Regions from separate parts of the Callithrix jacchus genome. Here region 1 is linked to region 2. Evidence: chromatin contacts called from public Hi-C data. All regions are on one chromosome and are shown on one strand. Each heading gives the region's core, a stretch centred on a gene start, on an enhancer-like site or on the middle of the called end of the contact. The rest is flanking DNA. Distances are from core to core; before and after follow the strand shown.

Evidence for each region. Hi-C and Micro-C count contacts between places; a contact is called where the count stands out from the background.
Region 1: a Hi-C map of induced pluripotent stem cells shows a contact between it and region 2, with 6 times the contacts expected there. The contact joins the promoter of LOC118145472 here to the enhancer-like site in region 2. A contact is called at or near these places in 2 of 3 Hi-C or Micro-C datasets (induced pluripotent stem cells and skeletal muscle).

Annotation. Positions count from the first base shown.
Region 1 is chr10:92,851,968-92,858,806 of calJac240_pri, forward strand. LOC118145472 (keratin, type II cytoskeletal 8) reads right to left here and starts at 2,089. Exons shown (of 1, transcript XM_035262275.3): 1 at 1-2,089. The coding sequence starts at 321. It also overlaps the pseudogene LOC108591034.
Region 2 is chr10:92,554,523-92,560,612 of calJac240_pri, forward strand. The region is part of intron 2 of LOC103796259 (a long non-coding RNA gene); the gene reads right to left. Among named protein-coding and RNA genes, the nearest start is that of BBOX1, 150 kb to the left of the region's middle. Within about 2 kb of position 3,704, at least 5 of the 16 cell types and tissues checked have an H3K27ac peak or open chromatin away from gene starts, as enhancers often do.

The DNA of each region.
Region 1 (6,839 bases), core at 839-3,338, 300 kb after region 2:
GGACTGCAGCTCCCGGATCTCCTCTTCATACAGCTGCCTGAGGAAGTTGATCTCGTCAGTCAGTCCTTCCAGGCGAGACTCCAGCTCTACCTTGTTCATGTAAGCTTCATCCACAACCTTCTTGATGAGGACAAATTCATTCTCCATCTCTGTACGCTTATTGATCTCTTCCTCATACTTGTTCTTGAAGTCCTCCACCAGCCCCTGCATGTTGCCAAGCTCCGCCTCCAGCTTCAGCTTCTCCTGGCCCAGAGTCTCCAGCTGCCGCCTCAGGTTGTAGATGTAGTTCTCAAACATGTTGTCCATGTTGCTCCTAGCCATTTTCTGCTGGCTAGCCCTGTTTTATAGGATGTTAATCCTTTATTGAAATATACTCATTATTTCTGTTTGTTCTTGTTTGCTGCTTGTTTTTAAAGACAGGCTCTTCCTGTGTCACCCAGTTGCATGCAGTGATCTTAGCTCATTGCAGCCTCAAACTCCTGGGCTCAAGGGATCCATTCTCCTCAGCATCCAGAGAAGCCAGGACTGTAGGCTCACACCACCATGCCAGATAATTATTTTATTTTATTTTATTTTATTTGTAGAGATGAGTCTTGCTATATTGCCCAGACTAGTCTCAAATTCCTGGCCTCAGGGACTCTCCCACCTCAGCCTCCCAAAATGCTAGGATTATAGGTATGAACCACCATGCCTAGCCTAGTAATTGTTTTGAAAACCATTTACATGATTATGTAAAATTCAGAGGGACACACCTCAAAAGTAACCATCTTTTCTTGCAGGTTAAGATCAAGGGCTTTCAAAATTCTGGTCTCCATGGTGAGCTCATGCTGAAGATTACATTGCAGAATGAGCCAAGAAGAGCGCAAGCTTAAAAATGCCCTGCTTTCTAGAATGAAGGATGCAGAGGGAGTCCTGGCCACTTACAGTTTATCTTACCCTTTGTGCAAAAGGCACCCTAAATATTTTTGACCTGAATAATCAAATAAACTGTGAGAAAAGTTATCGAGCTTAAATAAAAGCATAGGTGCCAAAAAGCTACCGGAAGTGAGAAGCTGGCTATACATTAAAAATATTTTTTTAATTATTAGATATTAAATAATTAAATAGACTGGGAGCGGTAGCTCATGCCTGTAATCTCAGCACCTTGGGAGGCCCAGGCTGGTGGATCGCTTGAGGTCACAAATTCGAGTCCAGCCTGTTCAACATGGTGAAACCCCATCTCTACTAAAAATATAACATTGGCAGGTACCTGTAATCCCAGCTACTGGGGAGGCTGAGGCAGGAGAATCACTTAGACCCAGGAGGCGGAGGTTGCAGTGAGCTGAGATCACACCACTGCACTTTAGCTGGGTAATAGAGTAAGATTCTGTCTCAAAAAATAAAACAAAAACTATATATATGTATATACATACAATACATAAAGGTTTGTGTACATAAATATACATACGTGAACATTTCAAGACATGATAGGGTTAGGGAATAAAGAAAAAGATATCAAGTCTAATCCCTACTGATCAGATACCTGATAGGCACCTACTCTAATGAATGAATCTTCACGGTAGTGGATAGTTTCTAGGCTCTGATGCCTCTGTATTTGCATGGGGAGCTTTGGGATGGAGAAGCTTTCATATTAGGCTCCAGAGCCTTGCAGTTATTCTATCATGGTCTCAAATAAGGTACCTTTACACACCTATCAACATCCCTAGAGTGGTCCTACTGTGCACAGGAGTCAGCATCTAATTTTTAAGGGCAAATTGAAAACAATAATTTTTTGAACAAAAAATAACAACATTGACAAACTTTAAACATAGTTTTAAGTTACACAAGTGACTAAATGTAGGCTTCTGGGTCCTCTTTACTGTACCTAGAGCTCAAGCAAGGGTAAAGGATGGCTGGGAGCAGCACATGCCATTTGTGCAGAACTGATGGGACCTTTAGGATGTGAGGGCTGGTAGTGAGGCTTCTGGCAAGACTGGCTGAAGGCCATTCTTAAAGCCAGGCTTTTTCAAAACATCACCAAAAAGCATCTTACTCTCTCAAGCTGGTTGGATAGTACAGAGCCAGATAGCCTTGCAATACTTCTGAAGACTCATATTAACCCAAAATTTCAAAACGTTTGGATAAATATCAGAAATATTTCCCTATTCATGCCTAATCTTTTCTAAATCTGATTTTCTTCTCCTGATCTTTCCCTTTCAATTCTAACACAAGAGGAAAATGAGACTCAAGGGAACAACTTCTGGATTACAGAACCACGTGTGGGTTCCAAAGTCTGAGTGCATAAACTACTGGGAGAAATAGAAGTAGGCAAAAATTAAATCATTGTCCAAGAAACCAGATGTTATCAGAGATAGAAAAATAAAGGTAGAAAAACCAGAATAGAAAAGCAGGAAGACTACCACCTGATCAAGCTGATAATTTGTTAAGACCAAAATACCAACACCAAGTTCAGCCATGGAATTGATTACTTTTCACTCCCTCAGAATTACAAATAGAACTTTGAACATTTTAGAAAGATCTTAGCATGACACAATTATTTCAAGGAATTGCAGGCAAAATCTGCACATACTATGATGATGCGTATTCAGAAAAGCAGCACTTGGGGTGGAGTGGGGCGGTGGCGGTGGTGCTGAAATGTTCAGAAAAGCTCTTCTTCGTCTACATGAACATATTTTGAAAGAAATCTAGAAAAGAAAGAGGAAATTAAATGTTAGACCCAAGGAGAGACGTTGGGCAGGATGTGGAGGGAAGACTCCATGTTCTGTAGATTGTCTTTTTCCTAACCTGGCCATCGAATACTGTCTCAAAAATAAATAAATAAATAAACAAAAAGACACTTTTTTTTTTTTTTTTTGAGACAGAGTTTCGCTCTTGTTACCCAGACTGGAGTGCAATGGTGTTGTCTCGGCTCACCGCAACCTCCGCCTCCTGGGTTCAGGCAATTCTCCTGCCTCAGCCTCCCGAGTAGCTGGAACTACAGGCATGCGCCACCATGCCCAGCTAATTTTTTTTTGTATGTTTAGTAGAGACGGGGTTTCACCATGTTGACCAGGATGGTCTCGATCTCTTGACCTCGTGATCCACCCGCCTCGGCCTCCCAAAGTGCTGGGATTACAGGCTTGAGCCACCGCGCCCGGCCAAAAGACACTCTTAAATACCTCCTTGGTAATTCCCAAGCTGTTAAGTTATTTTTGTCTAGTGACAGCTACCATGGCTGTCTTCAAATAAGAAAAGGAAGTCAGAATGAAAATGTTAACTATCCAAAATTTTTGAAAATGTCTTTTAATTTTCAAAATAAAAATCCCTGAGGCAGTGCTTTTAAACACACGAGCAAACTGCCAGCCATTTGTAATTTCCAAGATTACTTTGGAAAGGGGCAAAGCAAAGAAAGCTTCAAGACTGAGTCAGCGGTGCTGGATGTCAGGATGATGCTGAAGATGCTGTTTTCTAGGCCTGGTTGGCAAAATCTGGTACTTTCTGCTAATCTCTCTCTCTGCCTCAGGCTAATGTTAAAACACATACTTCGCCATCTGTAGAACAAGATAAAATTTAGAAAATGTTCGATATGAAAGAGAAAATGAAGGATGTTGAGGTAATAGAGAAAAACAGTAACTCTGCCAATTCGCCTTCTTTATTCTAAAATAACACAAACTTATCAAGCTTTTCAACATTTTTTTGATTTTTTTTTTTTTCTTTTCTGAGATGGAGTCTCACTTTGTTGCCCAGGCTGGAGTACAGTAACATGATCTCAGCTTACTGCAACCTCTGCCTTCCGGGTTCAAGCAATTCTCCTGTCTCAGCCTCCCGAGTAGCTTGAATTACAAGTGTGCACCACCATACCAGTCTAATTTTTGTATTTTTAGTAGAGATGGGGTTTCACTATGTTGGCCAGGCTAGTCTTGAACTCCTGACCTCAGGTGATTCCCTAGCCTTGGCCTCCCAAAGTGCTAGGATTACAAGTGTGAGCCACTGTGCCTGGCTGGATTTTGTCTTTCAAGGTCTATTTACCATACACCCACTTTTCAGTATTTACTCTGCTAGGGACTGAAGAGTTTTGCCTGATGCAGGGCTGCCTGCATGTAAATCACATCGGGAAGATTTGCAATACAGAAATTCCAAGAGTCCATCTCCATTGATTCTATTACAGTAGGTCTCTGTGGGTCCCTGACTTCCCAGTGTTTAAAAAGTTCCTCATTCTGACATAGGCATTAACCCTCAACCAAAATGTATGACTTTTCACCACAAGATAATGCATGTGTGGGTCCTTTGAGAAGCAGACATCAATATGGGATTGCTCATGCAAGAGATGTATTAGGGGAAATGATTGTGAGGGAAAATGGAGAAGGAGCTAAGGGCGTCTCAAGAACCATCAGACTGAGATGTAGGTCTGGCACCAGGTGAGGAGGTGAAGGAAGGAAGAGTCTTAGATTGCAGTGCAGTTCTATAACATTTCAGCAAGGCCACAAAAAGTATCTGTCAGAGTCCACATCTCCCAGGAACAGGCCTGCCTTAGTATCTCAGCCATGCTCAGTCATTGGCTGAGACCCAGCCCATAGGAAGTGTGTCTTGGGACAAACAGGGTGAAGGATTTACCTTAGGACTGTTAGTCAGTTAGTCTCCCCGCAATCAGAGCTCTGAAAGGTGCCTTTCACAGCAGCCCCAGCATATAAGGTATGACATGGAGCTCTCCTCCAAGCAGTTTGCAATTCAACTTTCAGAATTTAGAAATGCAGGGTTAGAAAAGACTAACACTAGTTTGGTTACCTTCCTAAGGTTTAAGAAGGCTGAATAGCATCCCTGCTATTCTTGGACACCTCAGAGTTGGCATATTCATACCTCCACGGGGAGTAGTCCATCTTTGGGCAGTTCTGGCTGTTAGACAGTTCTATTATGTTGTGACAAACTGTTTCTTCTTAATGCTTTAAACATTAGAAATAAGGCTGGGCATGGTGGCTCACGCCTGTAATCCCAGCACTTTGGGAAGCTGAGGCAGGAGGATTGCTTGGGCTCAGGAATTCAAGACCAGCTGGGCAACAGCGATACCTCCTCTCTACTTAAAACAAAAACAAAAACAGAAAACATAGCTCTCTGGGCTGGGACCTAGTTCGCAGTGACATGGCCAAACGCACCAAGAAAGTCAGAATCATCGGTAAATATGGTACCTGCTATGGGGCCTTCCTCTGAAAGATGGTGAAGAAAATTGAAATCAGCCAGCACACCAAGTACATTTGCTCTTTCTGTGGCAAAACCAAGATGAAGAGATGAGCTGTGAGTTTCTGGCACTGTGGTTCCTTCAGGAAAACAGTGGCTGGTGATGCCTGGATCTACATACCATTTCCGCTGTCACGGTAAGGTCGTCATCAGAAGACTGAAGGAACTGAAAGCCCAGTAGGCACTCCTCTACTCTTTGAGACATCACTGGCCTATAATAATGGGTTAATTTGTGCCCATTTATTATAGGCCTTGGCTTGTTAACTTTATTAGACATTCTGATGCTTGCATTGTGTTAATACTATTGTATTGGAAAAGCATGCTGAGATGGATTATTTTAATTCAGTTTCTTTTTTTAGTAGTCAAATGATAAAATATGGCATAAGAATATGAGCCTTCCAGGTTAGGTATATCTACTAGCTTTATATAAATCTGTACCTGCCAGTTTGACTTTGAGATACATTGGAGCGAACTGCAAACTTTAGTTTTAAAATTTCAGTTAATATTTTTTAAAAAAATGTTTTTAGTCTGGGCACGGTGACTCAGGCCTGTAATCCCAGCACTCTCAGGGGCTGAGGCAGGTGGATTACTTGAGGCCAGGAGTTCAAGACCAGGCCAGGCGGTCAACATAGCAAAATCTTGTTGCTACTAAAAACACAAAAAATAGCCAGGTGTGGTGATACATGCCTGTAATCCCAGCTCAGGGGAGGTTCAGGCCCCAGGATCTCTTGAACCCAGGAGGCAGAGGTTGCAGTGAGCCGAGATCATGCCACTGCATTCCAGCCTGGGTGACCGAGGGAGACTCATATTTCCAAAAAAATGTTTCTAAAGGTATAGGATATACTAAAGAATATATGTATGCTGACTCTTCCATTATACTCCTGGTGTTTTGTTTGACCCACACTGTATCAGCATTTTCAGGAAACAATTATAATTTCCCATTAAATGTCTCTCTCTCTCTCTCTCTCTCTCTCTCTCTCTCTCTCTCTCTATATATATATATATATATATATATATATATATATATATATATATAAAATGATAATTAGCCAGGTGTGGTGGCCTGCACCTATAGTCCCTGTTACTCGGGAGGCTGAGGTGGCAGGATCATTTAAGCTCAGGAGGCTGAGGTTGCAGTGAGCCATGATCACACCATTGCACTCCAGTCTGTGTGACAAAAAAAGACACTGTTTCAAAATAAATCCTCAAAAATAGAAGAAAGTTTGGGGATATGTGCTAAATCCCCTCATTTAATAGTGTGAAATCAGACCCACAGAGGATAACTAAATTACCCAAGGCAACAAAGTACCTAGTTACAGACAGAACTGGAGCTAATATCTAGGTCAATTGCTCTTTCTATTCTGTACTTGGCTTTTTATTCTAAATTTTCATGGAAAAGAACATTTTTGACAAGTTTATTGTCACACAAAACAAGTTAATCACAATGATTTACATGGTCTCCAGTTTATTTAAAAGAAGTTGTTATATCTCCTCTGTAATTACTGTTCTCAAACATCCTACTAAGTGTGAAGACACCTAAGAGACACAAAGATAATTTTCATTTCATCTAAAGTTGTTCATATTTAGTAGAAAGACCAAAAAAGCAGTATTAAAAACACCACCACACC
Region 2 (6,090 bases), core at 2,454-4,953:
TTGTCCATTGGCCTTGAGAAATGGAAATGGCTGGTACAATGGAAATGAGACATAGTCCCTTCATTTAAAGAATTCCCAAAATAATTAGGGTGTCTATGTAGAAAATTGACAGATGAGAAGGGAAAAATCTTTAAGGGTCTTCAGAGATCAAGTTTTAGGAATAGAGACTTATTTTCTTTTGCTACATGTGATCAATTACCTGAAGTTCTATGTTGAAATCAATTGGGAGGCCTCTTCCCAGAAAGAATGTATGTTGCAATGAATTATTCATATCTGCCAGGAGCGTAAAATTCAATAGGATATACATGTATTTACTAACCCTGACTTCTAACCCAAGACCCACTATTTTTATTTCAGATTGCGGAAACTAAGACCCTAAGGGCAAGGGGCGAATTTTCAAACATTGTAACCCTGAGGCCACTCAGTTCAGGGTACAGGGTTGACAGACAAGGAACACTCCTGTGTTTTCTGTTCTCAAAACCACGGGTGGTTCTCCCACCTCAGCTAAGTAGTTCTGGCACTCTTTGGACCAATTTGTTTCTCTTGCTACACATATTTTGTAATTCCTTCTCCCTTTTCAACTTTTTTCTTATAAAATTGTTATTACATATAAAAGAATGTATGTAGCACACAAAGAAATAACGCATAAAAATAAACACTAAATAATCCACCCCTTAATTTAAAAAAAATAGAAAATACACAAGTGCGCTTCCCTGACCCTACCCCACACCTCCCTGCCAAGAGGTATCCACTATCTTAAATTTTGCTCTCTGCATTCCCTTAGTTTCTCTTTCAAGCTTTATTACACGTGTATGTATCTTTAGACATTCCATTTTTTTGTTGTTGCACTTATTTTTAGATGTTATACAAATGGAATCATGCAGATTGCATTCTTTTGTAGTTTGATTTTTCACTTAAAATTATATTTCAAAGATTTCCAAAGTTGTAGCTCATTAGCTTATTCATCTGTACTACTGTATAGTATTTCATTGTGTAAATATTCCACAATTTATGTATTCATTCTACTGTTGATCAATATGTGAGTGGTTTCCAGAGGTTTTTAGTTGTTAAGAATTTTGCTATGGAAAAAAAAAAGAATTTTGCTATGAAGTTATTTAAATATTTCCTGGCACCCATGTGAAACAGTTTCTCTAGAGCAGTGGTTCTTCATCAGAGCAATTTCCCTCTCCAGAGACACTTGAAAATATCTAGACAAATTTTTGGTCGTCACAACCAGAGGAATCCCTGCAGAGAAATGGGGACAGAGGCCTTCTACTGGCTAGAAGCTAGTGGCCAAGGATGCTGTTAACCAGCACAGAACAGCCCTGCGCAACAAAGAATGATCCAGATCAAAATGTCAGCAGAGCTGAGTTTGAGAAACCCTGCTCTGGAGGATACACATGGGTTGAAATTTCTGGGTTATAAGTGTATCTAACTTCAAATTTACAAAATAGTATCACATTGCTTGCCAAAGTGACTATACCAATTTCTGCACCAGCAGTTCTACAACCAGAAGTATGTAAGTCTCATCACTCTATATTTTATCCAACACTTGGTACCGTTAGAATTAAAAAAAAAATGGCCAATCTAGTTGGAATAAAATGGGTGGAATATAGTATCTTCTACTAATGAGATGAGTATCTTTCATATGACTGTTGGCTATTTATGTTTCCTCTTCAGTGAATTCCTTGTTCATGTAATTTTCCCATTTCTCTTTTAACCATGTTTGTTTGCATTGTTCATGTAGATTTCAGGGTTTTTTATTTTATTTTATTTTTTATTGCATTTTAGGTTTGGGGGTACATGTGGAGGACATGCAAGATTGTTGCATAGGTACACACATGGCAATGTGATTTGCTGCCTTCCTCCCCATCACCTATATCTGGCATTTCCCCCCATGCTATCTCTCCCCAACTCCCCACCCCCTGCTGTCCCTCCCCTAATTCCCCCCTGACAGACCCCAGTATGTAGTGCTTCCCTCCCTGTGTCCATGTGTTCTCATCGTTCAACACCACCTATGAGTGAGAACATGCGGTGTTTGATTTTCAGATTTCAGGGTTTTTAAAAAATATGTTGTATATTAATCACAATTAATTAATTATATCACAAATATCTTCTCCCAATTTGAGGAATTTGAGGCTAGTCTTTTTTTCATGCTGCCTTTTGATGAACATAATTTTAATTTTAATGTGGTTGAATTTATCTATTTTGTGTTAAGTACTTTATGAGCCTCATTTAATAAATCATTTCCTACCTCTGGATCATACGAATAGTCTATATTTTCTTCTAAAATGTTGCTGGGTGCGGTGGCTCAAGCCTGTAATCCCAGCACTTTGGGAGGCCGAGTCAGGTAGATCACAAGGTCAAGAGATCGAGACCATCCTGGTCAACATGGTGAAACCTTGTCTCTACTAAAAATACAAAAAAAATAGCTGGGCATGGTGGCGCATGCCTGTAATCGCAGCTACTCAGGAGGCTGAGGCAGGAGAATTGCCTGAACCCAGGAGGCGGAGGTTGCGGTGAGCCGAGATCACGCCATTGCACTCCACAGCCTGGGTAATAAGAGCGAAACTCCGTCTCAAAAAAAAAATAGATAAAATGTTTAAGGTTTTGCCTATAAAATTTAATGCCATTTGGAGTTGATTTGGGTTATGATGTAAGGAAGGTAGAAGAGAGTCTTTTAGAACTATCCTGGACCTCCCTTTGTCTAAGTCAATTTTCTAGGCTCATTCACTAGGAAAGACAGTCTTTTAACCATAGGCTTTACCCAAGGACTTCAGGAGAAGAAGAATCTAATAGGCCCCCTCCCCTATTTTTTGGGGGGGGCCTCACTAAATGAGCAGATTGTGAGGAATGATCACACTGATCCCAGACTATCTGAGTGCCTTAGCTCCTACCTATACCTGTCCAGCTCAAGGTCTCTCTCTCCAGTCTGCCAAACGGGCCCACATAAAAATGCTGGGAACTTGCTGCACCCAAACCATGAACTCTAAATTTCTTAAAGAACTTCAGAAAAAAAGGAAAGAAGTATTTACTAATGGTAGAACTGTGGGCACAGATAGAGGCAGCAGGGGCTGTTTTAGAAAGGTCCTATCCATACCCACTCCAGAAAGAACAGCAGGGAGCTATCTAGTTATAAGGAGGAAGGTCCAGCTCTCCACATGCCCTGTAACTGTAGAGGAGAGTGTGACAACCGAGCCTGGTTCCACTCCACTCTTTACTAAGGCTTCAGCAGCCCAGTTTGCAAAGTGTAGTGTACTAGCCAAAGCCAGCAATAGATGTGAGGAAGGTGCTCAGTGGTGGGCTGGGGTCAGTAGAACAGGCTCTAAAGGGCCAATTTTATGTACCCCTTCCCCACTTTGCATCACCTTGGCAGCTTGAAATCAACAACTGTGGGATCATTTGCAGTGTTTAATTGGCAAATACCACAAATCCAGCCTTCTCCCTCCCACTAGTGCCTGCTGTTAAACATTTACCAGCACACCTCTGAAAGCACTGCAATCCCCCTCACTTGTAGCCCCCAGTTATCAGATCCCCTGATTAGCTCTGACCCTGAGGCAACCCCAAGTGCAAGTCAGTGGCTCCACCTACTCAGATCTCTGCTGCCTTGGCCAGTCCTGATGCACTTTCTCCAAAACCTAGGGCTTTATGCAACCTATGTTGAAAACTAAGTTTTCCTCCAGCTCAGATTCTAAATTGCAGTGCCTTTAGCCTGAGCCCCATTTTGTCTTTGTCGAGACCACTACTGTAATAGCTTCCTAACCCATCTCTGTATCCACTCTTCATGCCCTTCAATCCATTCTTCTCATTCTCTTCAGTGTGTTCTTTTAGTCTAGACCACAACACTCTTTTACTCGAACCCTCCAAGGGCTTTCTATTTCACTTAGGACAAACTTCAAACCCTTATCATTGGCCCTCAAGCCCCTGCTTGGTCTATTCCCTGAGTATTTCTCCAAACATATTTTCTACTCTTCTCCTCCTTCGCACTAAGCTCCAGCCACATGGACTCTTTTCATTTTTCAAACTTCCAACAGTCTTGGCAGTTGCAGCTTTGTAAGCCTGATAACTTCCCTCCCCAGATCTGTATATGGCTGGCTCCTTCTTATCTGAGTACAAAGGTTATCTTCTCAGAAAAGCCTTTTTTCATCACCAGTAAAACTCTACCAATCTGCACTCCACCCCAAGGCATTCTCTACCCAGAACTCTTGTGTTTGTTTTCTTCCCATTCCTTATCACTAACTGAAATTATATTATTAATTGCTTTTTTATTTACCTGTTTATTGTCTGTGTTTACCTTCAGGATCTAAGTACCAAGAGGTCAAGGACCCTGTCTGCTTCATTTCAATCTATGTCTCTAGCATTCAGCACAATGCCTAGCACATGATAGATACTCAGTAAATATTTGTTGAACTAATGAATGAACTTAATGTTGTTATCTTGACATTAATGGAAGCACCAGAGCCCAACCAGACCTAGCAGGGACGTTCACAAAGGCTGCATTTTCTTAATGTTTTTATCCTTCAATGAGAGGGTTCTCCTTGGTATTTATACTGCTATTCCCTAAAAGAGACATTAACTTCACCCTGAACTGACTTGGGGAATTCAAAGAAACTCAAATGCTCCTATACTGCAAATAAAACCATCCACAACCTTAACTCTTTTCTTTTCCATGTGCATTATTTTCTTGATTTGTAGGATACTGGGAAGGGTCTGGGACCTAATTAGAAAAACTTTGGTCCTCCATAAATAAAGCTACTCTCCTGGGAGAATTCCAGTGTGTGATCTCTTCTCCACAACATCCTATTCTTCATCTCCAGTGGTGTGAGCTTCTCTTTGTGATCTGTGTGCCCTGTTCTCGCTCTGTCTAACTGGGCATGTGTGTCCTGGTTCTCTGCAGTGATTGCCAGAAATCTCTTAATCTCCTTCCGATATAAACTCCTGTTCTATTTTGGTCTTCGTGGTTGTTGTGTTTTGGGTTTTTTGTTGTTGTTGTTTCTATTTCTATCTCAAAAGAAGCCTAAATTGGGCAAAACAGGTTTGATCAGTTTATTTTCAAATTCACCTGAAGGGAAATCTTGATGCTAATCACATTAGAAGATGACAGTCCCTCGCTCCCAAAAAGAACCCCAGTCCCTAGTCAGGACCCCAAAAGCAAGATCTAGTCTTTAAAGCCTAATATGATCTTTAATGCCCTCAAGATTCTCCTGGTGGATCTTCTCTCAAAAGACACTGTTAAATGAAGATGAAAAAGGTGCCTGATAACTCTGCTGTGACCATCAGGTGACGGGTGCACCGAAATCTCAGAAACCACCGTTAAAGAACTTACCCATGTAACCAAACACCACGTGTTCCCTGAAAACCTATCGAAATGGAAAAAAAAAAAAAAGAGGAGCTGAACATCAGAAAAGGAAGAGAAAAGAGAAAAAGAAAAGGGTGCCTGAGAACTCTGCTGTGACCATAAAGGCAATACTCTCTGCCCTGTCTGCACGGCTCTAGATTTTGCAATGAATGTTCCCTGAATTCTCTCCCTCTTTACTTATGAAGCAATTTGCTAAGAATTTTGTGAATTGTCCATTATGAAATCTCAACTGGAAAAGGAGTCCCAACTTTGTCCCAGGTCCCACCCCCACCACACCAATAACCCGCCCAGGTTGAGAAATGTCTTAAAGGGCTTTTATGTTCTATAAACTAACAGTAAATTTTTACTATTTGCCCAATATATGTCCTGAAATCTTTTCAAATCCTTAATTTTGAGACTACCCAAGGCACGTAACATTCTCTAGTAAGTGCATATTTAACCTTACACTGTAATCCTGGTCTTCCTTGATCTCAACTGATTTAACTGACTACTCCCTCCTTTTCAAAGTATGCTTCCTCTGGTTTCCTCCTTAGCTTTCTTTCAGTTTCATTTATTTACTTCATCTCCTCCAGTAAATTGCTAAATATTGGAATACTCAAAGCATAGCTGTGCATCCATTTTTCTTCTCACTTGACATTTTAACCATAAGGCTCTTCCTCATTCCCAAGGCTTCAAAGACTACCCATATGCCAATGACTCTCTATTCCAGATACTTCCTTTGACATCCTAAT